4 separate regions of the Mus musculus genome follow, and all the other regions are linked to region 1. The links are chromatin contacts, called in public Hi-C and Micro-C maps. All regions are on one chromosome and are shown on one strand. Each heading gives the region's core, a stretch centred on a gene start, on an enhancer-like site or on the middle of the called end of the contact. The rest is flanking DNA. Distances are from core to core; before and after follow the strand shown. Region 1 holds the start of Foxf2 (forkhead box F2). Region 2 holds the start of Tfap2a (transcription factor AP-2, alpha). Region 3 overlaps Tfap2a (transcription factor AP-2, alpha). Region 4 holds the start of Nrn1 (neuritin 1).

Region 1 (2,657 bases), core at 60-2,559:
TCAGCTTGCAACTCGCTTTGCAGCCCCTGTCCGGGGTCAGACTACATTTCCCCGCACGTGTAATCCAATAACTAACTGTCGGGTCTCATTGGAATGATTTCTCCCGAGGGCCATCTCTCTCTGAGCCGACTCTTACTTAGAGGAATAAGCCACAACTGGAGGAGTGTTCTCGAATGGAGGGAGCTGGGCCACGGAACATAGGGAGTGGGGGGGGGGTGCACCGGAAGACAGACGCTGTAAACCCACTGGCAGCTGTGCAGACCTTCCTTGTTGATAATAAATACAACTATCTCCTTACTCAGGGTCTCTCTTGCTCTCTCTCAGCATGAAGTGGAAATGACAAGTCAGTGGAAAATGGAAGCAAATAAAAAACCGAATCCATTCGACTCAAAAGAGTGTCTAAGAGGTGGCCCCAGGTTTCTCCACCCAAACCCCTTGCTCAGCTGACAATCTGTTCATAACTGCCCCGGGCACAGCTCAAGGGCGTCCAGTGTTTGCCCTCTGCTGTGACCTCTCAGAAGCCTGCATGTCCAGCCAGAGAGAGAGAGAGAGAGAGAGAGAGAGAGAGAGAGAGAGAGAGAGAGACCCGGAGTTGGCACGTTACCTTGGGACGTCTGGCACCCTGGCGTGTGGCTGAGGGCAGCACTGCCTAAATGAAGTTGACAGATGGTGTCAGTTCGGGCACTGGGGACCGTGGCTAAGGAAGCTCTTCCAGGGCACAGTCTCCCCAAGACTCAGCCCCCACAGGGTCCGGCGGGGGTGGAGGAGGGGCAGGGTGTGTCCGGGCACGGATCGCTAGGTTGGGGGCACTTCTGGGATAGGATACGGGCTGCTGGAAGGAACAGAGAATGAATTGCTGAAGTTAGGAGTAATCGAGTCTGGCCAAGGTTGGGAGTTCTCCCTGCTGAATGCGGGTGTATCTGCGGCTTTGAAGAGGACAGACTGGGAAAGGGAAAGAGCCCCGAGAGGAATTAGTAGTGCCAGCAGGACCCCGGAGAGTCCGGGAGGCGATAAGAGCAGGAGCCCGCCGCCAGGTCCAGAGGGGGAGGAGTGACGCGAGCCCTGTGCGCCCTCCCCGTGGCGGGCGGCGCGGAGCAAGGAGGGGGCAGGGCGGGGTGGGGTGGAGGGAGGGAGCGAGGGAGGGAGGGAGCGAAGCTGCCGCGGGGAGGGCGCGCCAGGGAGGAAGTCCAAGAGACAGAGAGAAGAGCACTCCTGAAAGAAGACGACGGGCTAGTCCCCGGGGTCCGGGCTGAGGTCTTGGCTCGAGGGCGCAGCTGTCCAGCTCTGGGCAGCGTCGCCTCAGTGGCTTAGGAGACGGTTGCGCAAGGAGCCGGCCGGAGGCTCGGAAGAGGGATGCGCGGGGCGTTGCCTCCGACCCGCCGCCGCCGCCGCCGCCCGAAGCCCCAGAGGAGCTGAGGGAGGCGACGCCGAAGCGCTGGCCCGCAGTGGCCCGGGCTGCAGCGCGGCCGGCGCAGTAGGGCACTCGCCCGATTTGTGGACCGACCCGGCTCCGGCGCCGCCGATCCCGGTCCGGGGTCCGCCCCCCAGGCCCGGCCTCGTTCCCGATTCCCAGATGAGCACCGAGGGCGGGCCTCCGCCACCCCCGCCGCGCCCGCCGCCTGCCCCACTCCGCCGCGCGTGCAGCCCGGCGCCCGGCGCGCTCCAGGCCGCCTTGATGAGCCCGCCACCCGCCGCCACCCTGGAGTCCACTTCGTCGTCGTCATCATCATCCTCTGCCTCCTGTGCCTCGTCCTCTTCTAACTCCGTCAGCGCCTCGGCCGGTGCTTGCAAGAGTGCGGCTAGCAGCGGCGGCGCGGGCGCCGGGAGTGGAGGCACCAAGAAGGCAACCTCGGGGCTGCGGCGGCCGGAGAAGCCTCCTTACTCGTACATCGCGCTCATCGTCATGGCCATCCAGAGCTCGCCCAGCAAGCGCCTGACGCTCAGTGAGATCTACCAGTTCCTACAGGCGCGCTTCCCCTTTTTCCGTGGCGCCTACCAGGGCTGGAAGAACTCCGTGCGCCACAACCTCTCGCTCAACGAGTGCTTCATCAAGCTGCCCAAGGGCCTCGGGAGACCTGGTAAGGGCCACTACTGGACCATCGACCCGGCCAGCGAATTCATGTTTGAGGAGGGTTCGTTCCGCCGCCGGCCGCGCGGCTTCAGGCGGAAGTGCCAGGCTCTCAAACCCATGTACCATCGCGTGGTGAGCGGCTTGGGCTTCGGGGCCTCGCTGCTGCCCCAGGGCTTCGACTTCCAAGCGCCCCCGTCGGCGCCTCTGGGTTGCCACGGTCAAGGCGGTTATGGTGGCCTCGACATGATGCCCGCGGGCTATGATACAGGGGCGGGTGCTCCGGGCCACGCGCATCCACACCACCTCCACCACCACCACGTCCCCCACATGTCGCCCAACCCGGGCTCCACCTATATGGCCAGCTGCCCGGTGCCCGCAGGTCCTGCGGGCGTCGGTGCGGCAGCGGGTGGCGGCGGTGGCGGCGGGGACTATGGGCCGGACAGCAGCAGCAGCCCTGTGCCCTCATCCCCGGCTATGGCAAGCGCCATTGAGTGTCACTCGCCCTACACTAGCCCTGCGGCACATTGGAGCTCGCCTGGCGCTTCACCTTACCTCAAGCAGCCGCCTGCCCTGACGCCAAGCAGTA
Region 2 (2,657 bases), core at 48-2,547, 9.1 Mb after region 1:
GTTTTAGCCGGAACCCCTAGCTCCAAATGCCGAAAGGGGGGGGGGGGGAAGAAAGAAAGACAGACAGACAGACAGACAGACAGACAGACAGACAGAAAGAAAGAAAGAAAGAAAGAGAGAACAGCGAAAGTCAAGGCTACTACAGATTTGGATAATCACGGGCTTCCCACCCCTCCGTCACACCACTCGCTGATCAGCCCCTTTCAGTGGGGTATGAAAAAAAAAAAACCCACACACACACAACAGGCTGAGGCCATCCCTCCCCCACCCCCCGCACAAGCCGTTGGTTCTTTTTTCATGCCTCCCTGACTGTCCCAAAAGTTATGCTCTGAGGCTCTGGGTTTTAAAATGGGTTCCCAAGGGACGGCCCTCTCTCTGATCCCAGCGGACTATCGGCAACTGGAGACGATCGGCTGTCGCCCCAGGATTTTCAGGGTCCCGCCGCTAAGCACTGGCAGGTAGAAGGGGGATCCCTCCCCCGTCCCCGACTCCCAGAGGCCGGTAACGCACCCACACCCAACCACCACCACGGGGTGTGTCCACCCCGAAGCTCGGCGGGAGAAACTCCTTAGAACTTCAAGGACTATAGCAGCTAAAGAGTGACACCAAGGGCTGACGTGTGGGCTCCCAAGCCGAACGTGCTTTACAGGTCAGGGCGAAGTGTGTGCGCCCTTCTCCAAATGCAAGAAGGGAACGTCTTTAGGGAGAAAGAAAAGAATGAATGAAAAAGGGGGTATTAATGTCAGGGAGGGAGTGAAAGGGGGGACATGGTTTTATTTTCTTCCTGCTACTGTAGGCACCCCCAGGATCTCGCTCAAACACACCAGAGTGCACAGGCACGTGCCCAGTTGCCAGCTTTTTTTTTTTTTTTTTTTTTTTTAAATCCAAGCTCTTCTCTTCCTTCCACTCTCAGGCAGAACCAAAAGTAACCAGGAGAAAAGGGGAAAGAGTGGAACACGAGCTTCGAAAGACAAAAGTGAAAGAACCGAGATCCATGTCCACTATCTCCAGCGTCTCCCCTGTGCTATTCGGGCGACATGGAGGGGTGGGAGCTGCGCGGGTGTTAAGTTTGTCCCACTCGCATTTCGCGTGGAGAGAAGGAGGAGGAGGAGAGGGAGGGTCGATCTCCAAGCCTGTGGCCGCAAGGATGACTGAGTCGGCGCCGCGCTTACCTCGCAGTCTTCGTACTTGATATTATCCGTCAGTTTCCAAAGCATTTTCATGGATCGGCGTGATCGGATTTGCCCCTCTGCGCCTCGCACCCCAGCGGAGCTACTCTCTGGGTTAGCGCAAAGTGCGGGCTGCGGGCGGTGAGCAAAAGAGGAGGAGGGGGGGAGGAGGAGAGGAGGGCGAGGAGGAGGAGAAGGGTAGGAAGGGGGAGGAGGAGGTGGAGGTAGAGGAGGAGGAGGGCCAGGAGAAGGGCGAGGAGGGAGGAGGAGAGAAGGGTTAGAGAGCTCCCGTGTGCGCTCGGAGATCTCCCTCTAATGGTAGAAACTTTTCCCTTTTCCTGCTCCTCGCGAACAGCCTAATCGCCTCATTAGCATATCAACAATAGTCCAATTGCTCGCCAGGACCACAATCTGCCGCCGGCCGCTCCGACCCAGGTATAAAGGCCTCTTCTAGCCGCTAACTTGCTCCTAGAGCACTTGCCTGCATGCCAGCCTGCAAGCCCAACAACTCTTCCTAGAGCTCCAGCACCCTCCCTGTTCGAGCGTCCCCTATCCCCAATTTCATCTCTTTCCCCTTCGCCTGTCTTCGGGTCCTGCTAGCCAAAGATGCTTTGGATAAAGCTCTGTACTACGCAGGGTACCAGCGGCGGCGCCTAGGGACCAACTTTTAGTACCCCACCTCCCACTCTTACTACAACCGCCACTATCTGCCTTTCGTCCCCGTCCGATTTTATTAGAAATCATTATCCCTTTCGCAATGAACCGTAGCCACCAAACCAGGACCAGCAAAGTCACTCCAAGAATTTTGCCCAACTAGAGATCGCCTCCGCTCACGGCTGTTACCCCCTCGGGCTGCAGCGCCCTGGGAGTTTTATTAGCTTTGCGCTCCCCCCTCCCCCCAGGTTGGAGATTCTGCCAGCCGGCTCCGGTGGCTCGGTTGGGGTTTGCGATCTCTTAATTGCTACGTGTAAAATAAAAGTTGTACCCTGAAGAGGTTACTCGACAGATCCGGGGGTTAAATGATTTTCCTCCGGTTTGTATGAAGCTGAATCGGACTGACTATTCATCCGGGCGTTTGGACTGTAAGGTTTCCCAGGTGCAACGTGGACAACAACACAGAATTCGGATGGGGATGCACAACCCCTTCTGGAGTGAGCCAAACCGCAGACCCATGAGCTCCTGCGACTCTCCATGCGGTGTCGTACATGCATCAAAATAAAACATTAGGAACCAACTCTTCCTGTGCAAATCGGCTCCAGTTTTCCCAAGATTCTCCTTTTTAATTAAAGAAGGACGCGACCCTTTATGACTTGATGTTACTAACGCCGGCGTTTTGGCGGCGCAATGGCCGGCTGGTGAAGAACCTGAAGGCAGGAGACACCCCTTCCCCAAGTTGGCCACTCCTGACTCCGCCCAGGGGCTTACTCACTCCACCGGGACCCTTCCTCCCTTACTGCAATTATTCTAAAGTAAGATATTAAAAAAAAA
Region 3 (2,657 bases), core at 60-2,559, 9.1 Mb after region 1:
GCTACCACGGGGCTAAATCCATGAATTGGAGAAAAGGGGTGGGGAGGGGGAGTCTTACCCAAACCTTGGATTTCTAAGTAAAACCACATGAAGAACTAACAGGGAGGATCCAAAGCCCACTAAACAGGAGGTAAACGAGATCACCAGATAAATAAAAAAAGGTTTAAAACAGACTCACCATATTTACAAATCCCATTAAATTACACATAAATAAATATATACAGAGACGTGAACACTGATTCCCTTATAGAATTGTGGATTGTGTCATCAGAGGAAGTTCAAGTGGGTGGTTGTACCTTGCAGAAGACAACTTCTACAACTGAAGACAGGACATAGAACTTCTGTATTTGTGTTCAAGTTTATTCACAATACTGATAAAAAATGTCATTATCCTCTTTGCCTTTTTTTTTAAAAGTATGGCTACAATCTGAAGTACGCAAGGGAAGGCGATGAGTTAGTCCCATGAAGCTCATATACTTTTTAAATTTTTTAACGTCCTTTTTAAAAAAAAAAAGTTTTAATGTTTGTTGTCGATTTGATTAAAAAAAAAAAAGGTTCACAAACGCGACAGAACTTTTCTTTGCTGGCTTCACGACCTGTTCTGTTCTCTTAGGCTCCACACGAGGGTAAAGGGGGTGTTGGTACTGATGGGGAAGTTGAGGCAAGGCGCTGAGTAGGCAGCGGCTGCCCCACTGGCAGTCGAGAGAGCAATCCGGAGGACTCCGGGGACGAAGGGCGGCGCGGCAACGCAGAGTAGCAGCAGCAGTAGGAGTGGCTGGTCCCGGAGCTGTCACCTGCCGGGTGGGGGAGGGGCGAGTGGGGGGACGCGGGCCGGTGAGGCGGGCGGGGGCGGGGCGGGAGGAGAGCCTCACTTTCTGTGTTTCTCTTCTTTGTCACTGCTTTTGGCGCTGTTGTCCGTGTGGCTGTTGGGGTTGTTGCTGAGGTACATTTTGTCCATGGCCTTGAGGGCCTCGGTGAGATAGTTCTGCAGGGCCGTAACCGCTGCACACACCGCCGGGCTGCCGAAGCCATGGGAGATGAGGTTGAAGTGGGTCAAGCAACTCTGGATGCCAGGCTCCAGGATAGGATTGGGCCGCGAGTTCCCCAGGGGAGATCGGTCCTGAGCCAGCAGGTCAGTGAACTCTTTGCAGATCTGTCTGCAGTGGAACAGAGACAGAAGTGAAAGCTCCCATCAGGCCTTAGTGGTAGTGAGAAACCATCGCTCCCTGAAGTTACCTCAGCCATCCAGCCCACCTTCCCCCACTCAGGACTCAAGGCCAGTCACTCAGAATAACAAAGCCTGTCACTTCTAAACCAACACTCCTCCCTTAAATGAATACCCTTCCTACTTCAAAAAGACCTCCCCTTCTCTCCCCACCTCCAACCCTCAGCCCTGACAAACTTCTGCCTACACCTTTCTCACAGCAAACACCCTGAACACAGGAAAGCATTTCACAGGCAAAGAAAAGTTACACCGGAAGTGAAAAACACAAGTATCCCTCTTCAGTATTCTAGAAATGCCAGGCTTGTTCTTCAAAATATCACCAGAGCCTGCTCCCCACATCCCTAAAGGAACCACAATAAAAGCTGGTGGAATGGGGTCTCCTCTCATTCACCTTCAAACCAGATGAGACTTGAATTTAGGCAGAAAGGCAAACTTTGCTTTTTCAAAACAACAGCAGGCCCCGGGGAGAGAACTCACACTTGACCACACCACACACACACACACACACACACACACACACACACACACACAAGGATCTGCCTTTGGATGCTCAGAATTTATGTAAGAATCTAGCTTGGAGGCTTATGTCTTTAACCCCAGCGCTGGATCAGAGAGATAGTGGGATCTCTCTGATTTGCTGGGCAGCCATTTTAGTCCAAATAGTGAGCTCTGGGGTCAGTGACAGACTGTCTCTAAGACTAAAGTGGGGAGCCATAGAGAGAGCTACCTCAGCACACAGGAAGTTTGTCTGGTCCTGGAAGCCAGCAGTAGCAGAGGCCTTCCTGAGGTTGCTACAGCCCATGGAGGGAGGGTGTGTGTGTGTGTGTGTGTGTGTGTGTGTGTGTGTGTGTGTGTGTGTGTATAAGCCTATCACTAGGCCAGAAACTGTCCCACACAAGGCCTCTCTCTGCCTCTTAACTCTCTGCTGCGGTGCCCTTCGGTGACACCAGCTTTTGATAATTGAGGACTTCTAAACAAGCCTTTTAATTTCCAGCAAACATATCAAGACAGTCATTTTTCTTTTCAACCTAGAGAAGTCAATTCAGCCCAGGCACTTTGGGAATATAACTTGGGCCATCTTGAAACCCTGAGATGATAGCTTGCCAGTTAACTAAAACTTACAGAGTTACATAGTATACATAGTATAGTATAACTATGTAACTCTGTCTCTGAGTCTCTCTCTCTCTCTCTCTCTCTCTCTCTCTCTCTGTGTGTGTGTGTGTGTGTGTGTGTGTGTGTGTAAGAGAGAGAGAGGATAGAAACTGGGATTAGAGGTAAGAGTAGAGCTGTTGCTGGACGGCACATTTTGTAGGCCGAGTTAGCCTCTGCCTTTCAGAACACAGTGATAGAGAGAAAACCCAGGCAAGCCTAGTTGGTAGCCCTGTGAGGATTTGATTCTGACTTTTTCTGAAGCAACACAAATCCATACTCT
Region 4 (2,657 bases), core at 118-2,617, 5.1 Mb after region 1:
ATAGAAAGAATCAGTTTTAATGCTCCGAAAGCCCCAATTTCTCTATATTTCTTATGAAGAAAAAATGTTAAGTATTTCTTCTCTTGTCCCACACAAATTCCCTGACGCACCCCTGAAATGCTGCAAGGATTTGTCTGTAAAGAACGCTCCAGCCTGGCACGAACAGTTTTCTCCATCTGCAGAATAACCACTGGGAGACTTTCTATTTTTTTCCTTTTGTCCATTCTATTAATAAGCTGCTTTAATTTCCCTTTTCAGTTACATTAATTAATGTTTCCATCCAGTATCACATAAGCGGATTCACTAGTACTTAAAACATTTGCATTTTGGATGGAAAAATATAAACTTTAAAAAAGCCTCCCAACAGTGTAGCTGAGACTCACATTCCTTAACATGAAATGGGGGGGGGGGCTAAATAAATCCATCCAATAAACCGCCACAAACAAAAATTACAAACCCACGAAAAGACAAAATGCGAACACGTTAAACCACTTTCCTGTATAAAAATAATAGAGATGCTAATCTGCCAAAAATCACAGACACACATGACCCTGAAAAAGTATATCAGTGAATATTTGGTTGATTTATCCTTCTCGGAGTAGTCTGCGGTGCCCGGAGCAAACGCTGCAGCTAAGATCTAGGGGGAGGGGCGGAGGAAGGACAAAGTTCTAAATGCTGCAGTTTGAGGGCAGCCTTAGAATATCTTTGCTTTCTGCATATAAACTTTTCAGCCCTAGCTACCTAGGCATCTTATTCCTCCCTTTACCTTTTGACCCCTCAAGATAGTATCTTGCAGTATAACAGGGGACAAATGCTACGAGCGCTCAGATCCTGTTTTAACCCCAAAGAGGGAGGAAAAAAATGGATGTGCGCTTTGGAGAAAAGGGAGAACCCCCCTTGGAAAACAGCCGGTCACACACACACACTTCCCTGCAAAAGAAATCACTTTCTTTAGGAAAACCAAACCAGAACTCCTTCCAGAGTCCCCAAGAGCTAATGCCCCGACTCAGGGAGTCTGCAGGGTTTTCTGCAACCAGCGGCAGACCCTGGCCAGCAAGTCCCCTTAGGCGCCTCTGGGGTAGGCAATCTCCGGTCGCCTACCAAGCCGTACCGGGCGGCCACTTACCTATTTGCACCGCGAGGATCAGTGAAATATATCTGCCGTTCAACTTAAGTCCCATCCTACGTTTAGTCAAACCATTTGCGACCGCAGACCTTTAAATAGTTAGTTTAGAGAACGCGGGGGAAAGCTGAAAAATAGGCATTGCCAACAAGTTCCGGGAGCGACAGAGACTTTATGCACTGGGAAGGCAGAGGGAGGAGAGAAAGAGAGGGAGCGAGGAAGAGACAGAAAGAGAGTGAGAGAGTGAGAGGCTGGGGGGGGGGGGGGAGAGCTGGGAATGGTTCACTCCATTAGGAGGGGGCGGAGGAAGTACAGCCTCACGCCCACGAGCAGGCCTGACGTGGGGGATGACACGGATTGATTTTTTTTTTTTTTTATAATATAGACACCTTGGTAGAGAATCACCATTTATAGTCATAAGACTCTGGAATTAATCAGATATCTCCAATTAATGTGCGATCTCAACGAAATCTCGCCTCTCTGTAGTGACTGATTTTCATCCCAGTGGCCACCCCCGCCTCCTCGTTCCAGGGGCCCCCAGCCCCGCCCCCTCCCTGCGCAGAATCGGGGCTCCCTCTCCTCTCCCCGCCCCGGAGACGGGGAGTCCTGGTGCGCCCACTCGATTGTTCAACCTGCTCCCTCCTTCACTGGCGCCACAACGAACCCAGACACTTCCAACCCTGCAGAGAGGTTTGGGGAGCTTTGGGCCCAGGGAGGACAGAGGGGAGAGACTCCTCCGGTCCGAATCACCCTTCTCTCGCCCTCAGTGGGGTGCAGACCCCCTCACTTGCCTACCCTAGTTTTCTCTCCAGCCCCACAGTTGAGCTCTAGGCGCAGCCTAGAGCGCGTGAGCACATAACCCGGCCCCCCAGCACACGCACACACTCACAAAAGCGCACGCCCGGGAGCGCCCCCGAGCTCGCCCGCACACTCCGCACGCGAGCGCGCGTACACACCCAGGCCCCGGGGGTTCGTTCGGCTCGCATGGGGGCCCCCAGAAATAGACTCTGCGTGCCCTCTTGTGAATGTCACTATTCGCGACGCTCACCCACCGAGGGGCATCTATACCAGGCATAGAGACACCTATTTTAGGGGGTTGGAAAGGCTGTCGGGCAAGAAGCCTAGGCTAGGGTAAATTTCGGTTTCTTGTGGTTTACAAACTCTTCGCGCTTTAGGAAATTTCCAAGGCAAGCTCTGGTGTACAACTCCTTTCTGGGGCCTCCTGAAGTCATCTGTAGGGTCACACTGACATGTTGATACACGCACCCACGTCCATCACGTACACACCCAGACCCACACACACCTGCGCTCTTTATTTTATTTTTTGATGATCCAGCACTGACTGCAGTAAAGAAATATCTCTTCAGCTGCGTTCGTGCAAGGTCCTGTAGTGGATCGTGTAAGATGGAAAAATAATCAGGGCTACTTCTTAAATGAAATTAAGTTTTGATTTTTTTTCTCCTTTTCTGCAATGCACCACACCCTCTTTCCCAGTCTGAATTCTAGCGTCTTTAATCAAATGTTGATGGCCGCA

What was found. A called contact is a pair of places that touch in the nucleus more often than the background predicts.
Region 2: a Hi-C map of differentiating embryonic stem cells shows a contact between it and region 1, with 13 times the contacts expected there. The contact joins the promoter of Tfap2a here to the promoter of Foxf2 in region 1. A contact is called at or near these places in 2 of 39 promoter capture datasets (both in embryonic stem cells), 14 of 484 Hi-C or Micro-C datasets (cerebellum, differentiating embryonic stem cells, embryonic stem cells and 1 more) and 3 of 115 datasets of contacts at active chromatin or transcription factors (all in embryonic stem cells).
Region 3: a Micro-C map of embryonic stem cells shows a contact between it and region 1, with 7 times the contacts expected there. The contact joins the enhancer-like site here to the promoter of Foxf2 in region 1. A contact is called at or near these places in 5 of 484 Hi-C or Micro-C datasets (cerebellum, embryonic stem cells and stem cell-derived epiblast-like cells) and 1 of 9 other capture datasets (embryonic stem cells).
Region 4: a Micro-C map of embryonic stem cells shows a contact between it and region 1, with 30 times the contacts expected there. The contact joins the promoter of Nrn1 here to the promoter of Foxf2 in region 1. A contact is called at or near these places in 2 of 39 promoter capture datasets (cranial neural crest and embryonic stem cells), 15 of 484 Hi-C or Micro-C datasets (differentiating embryonic stem cells, embryonic stem cells, epiblasts and 1 more), 3 of 115 datasets of contacts at active chromatin or transcription factors (all in embryonic stem cells) and 1 of 9 other capture datasets (embryonic stem cells).

Annotation. Positions count from the first base shown.
Region 1 is chr13:31,624,507-31,627,163 of GRCm38.p6, forward strand. It overlaps Foxf2 (forkhead box F2), which reads left to right and starts at 1,310. Exons shown (of 2, transcript NM_010225.2): 1 at 1,310-2,657. The coding sequence starts at 1,574.
Region 2 is chr13:40,732,498-40,735,154 of GRCm38.p6, forward strand. Tfap2a (transcription factor AP-2, alpha) reads right to left here and starts at 1,298. Exons shown (of 7, transcript NM_011547.5): 1 at 1,173-1,298. The coding sequence starts at 1,223. It overlaps Gm26688 (predicted gene, 26688), which reads left to right. Exons shown (of 3, transcript NR_125899.1): 2 at 914-1,283; 3 at 1,525-2,657.
Region 3 is chr13:40,716,247-40,718,903 of GRCm38.p6, forward strand. It overlaps Tfap2a (transcription factor AP-2, alpha), which reads right to left. Exons shown (of 7, transcript NM_011547.5): 7 at 1-1,157. The coding sequence ends at 869. Among named protein-coding and RNA genes, the nearest start is that of Gm26688, 10 kb to the right of the region's middle. Within about 2 kb of position 1,310, at least 15 of the 459 cell types and tissues checked have an H3K27ac peak or open chromatin away from gene starts, as enhancers often do. A contact at or near this core is called in embryonic stem cells, where this site is marked.
Region 4 is chr13:36,733,110-36,735,766 of GRCm38.p6, forward strand. It overlaps Nrn1 (neuritin 1), which reads right to left and starts at 1,368. Exons shown (of 3, transcript NM_153529.2): 1 at 1,127-1,368. The coding sequence starts at 1,181.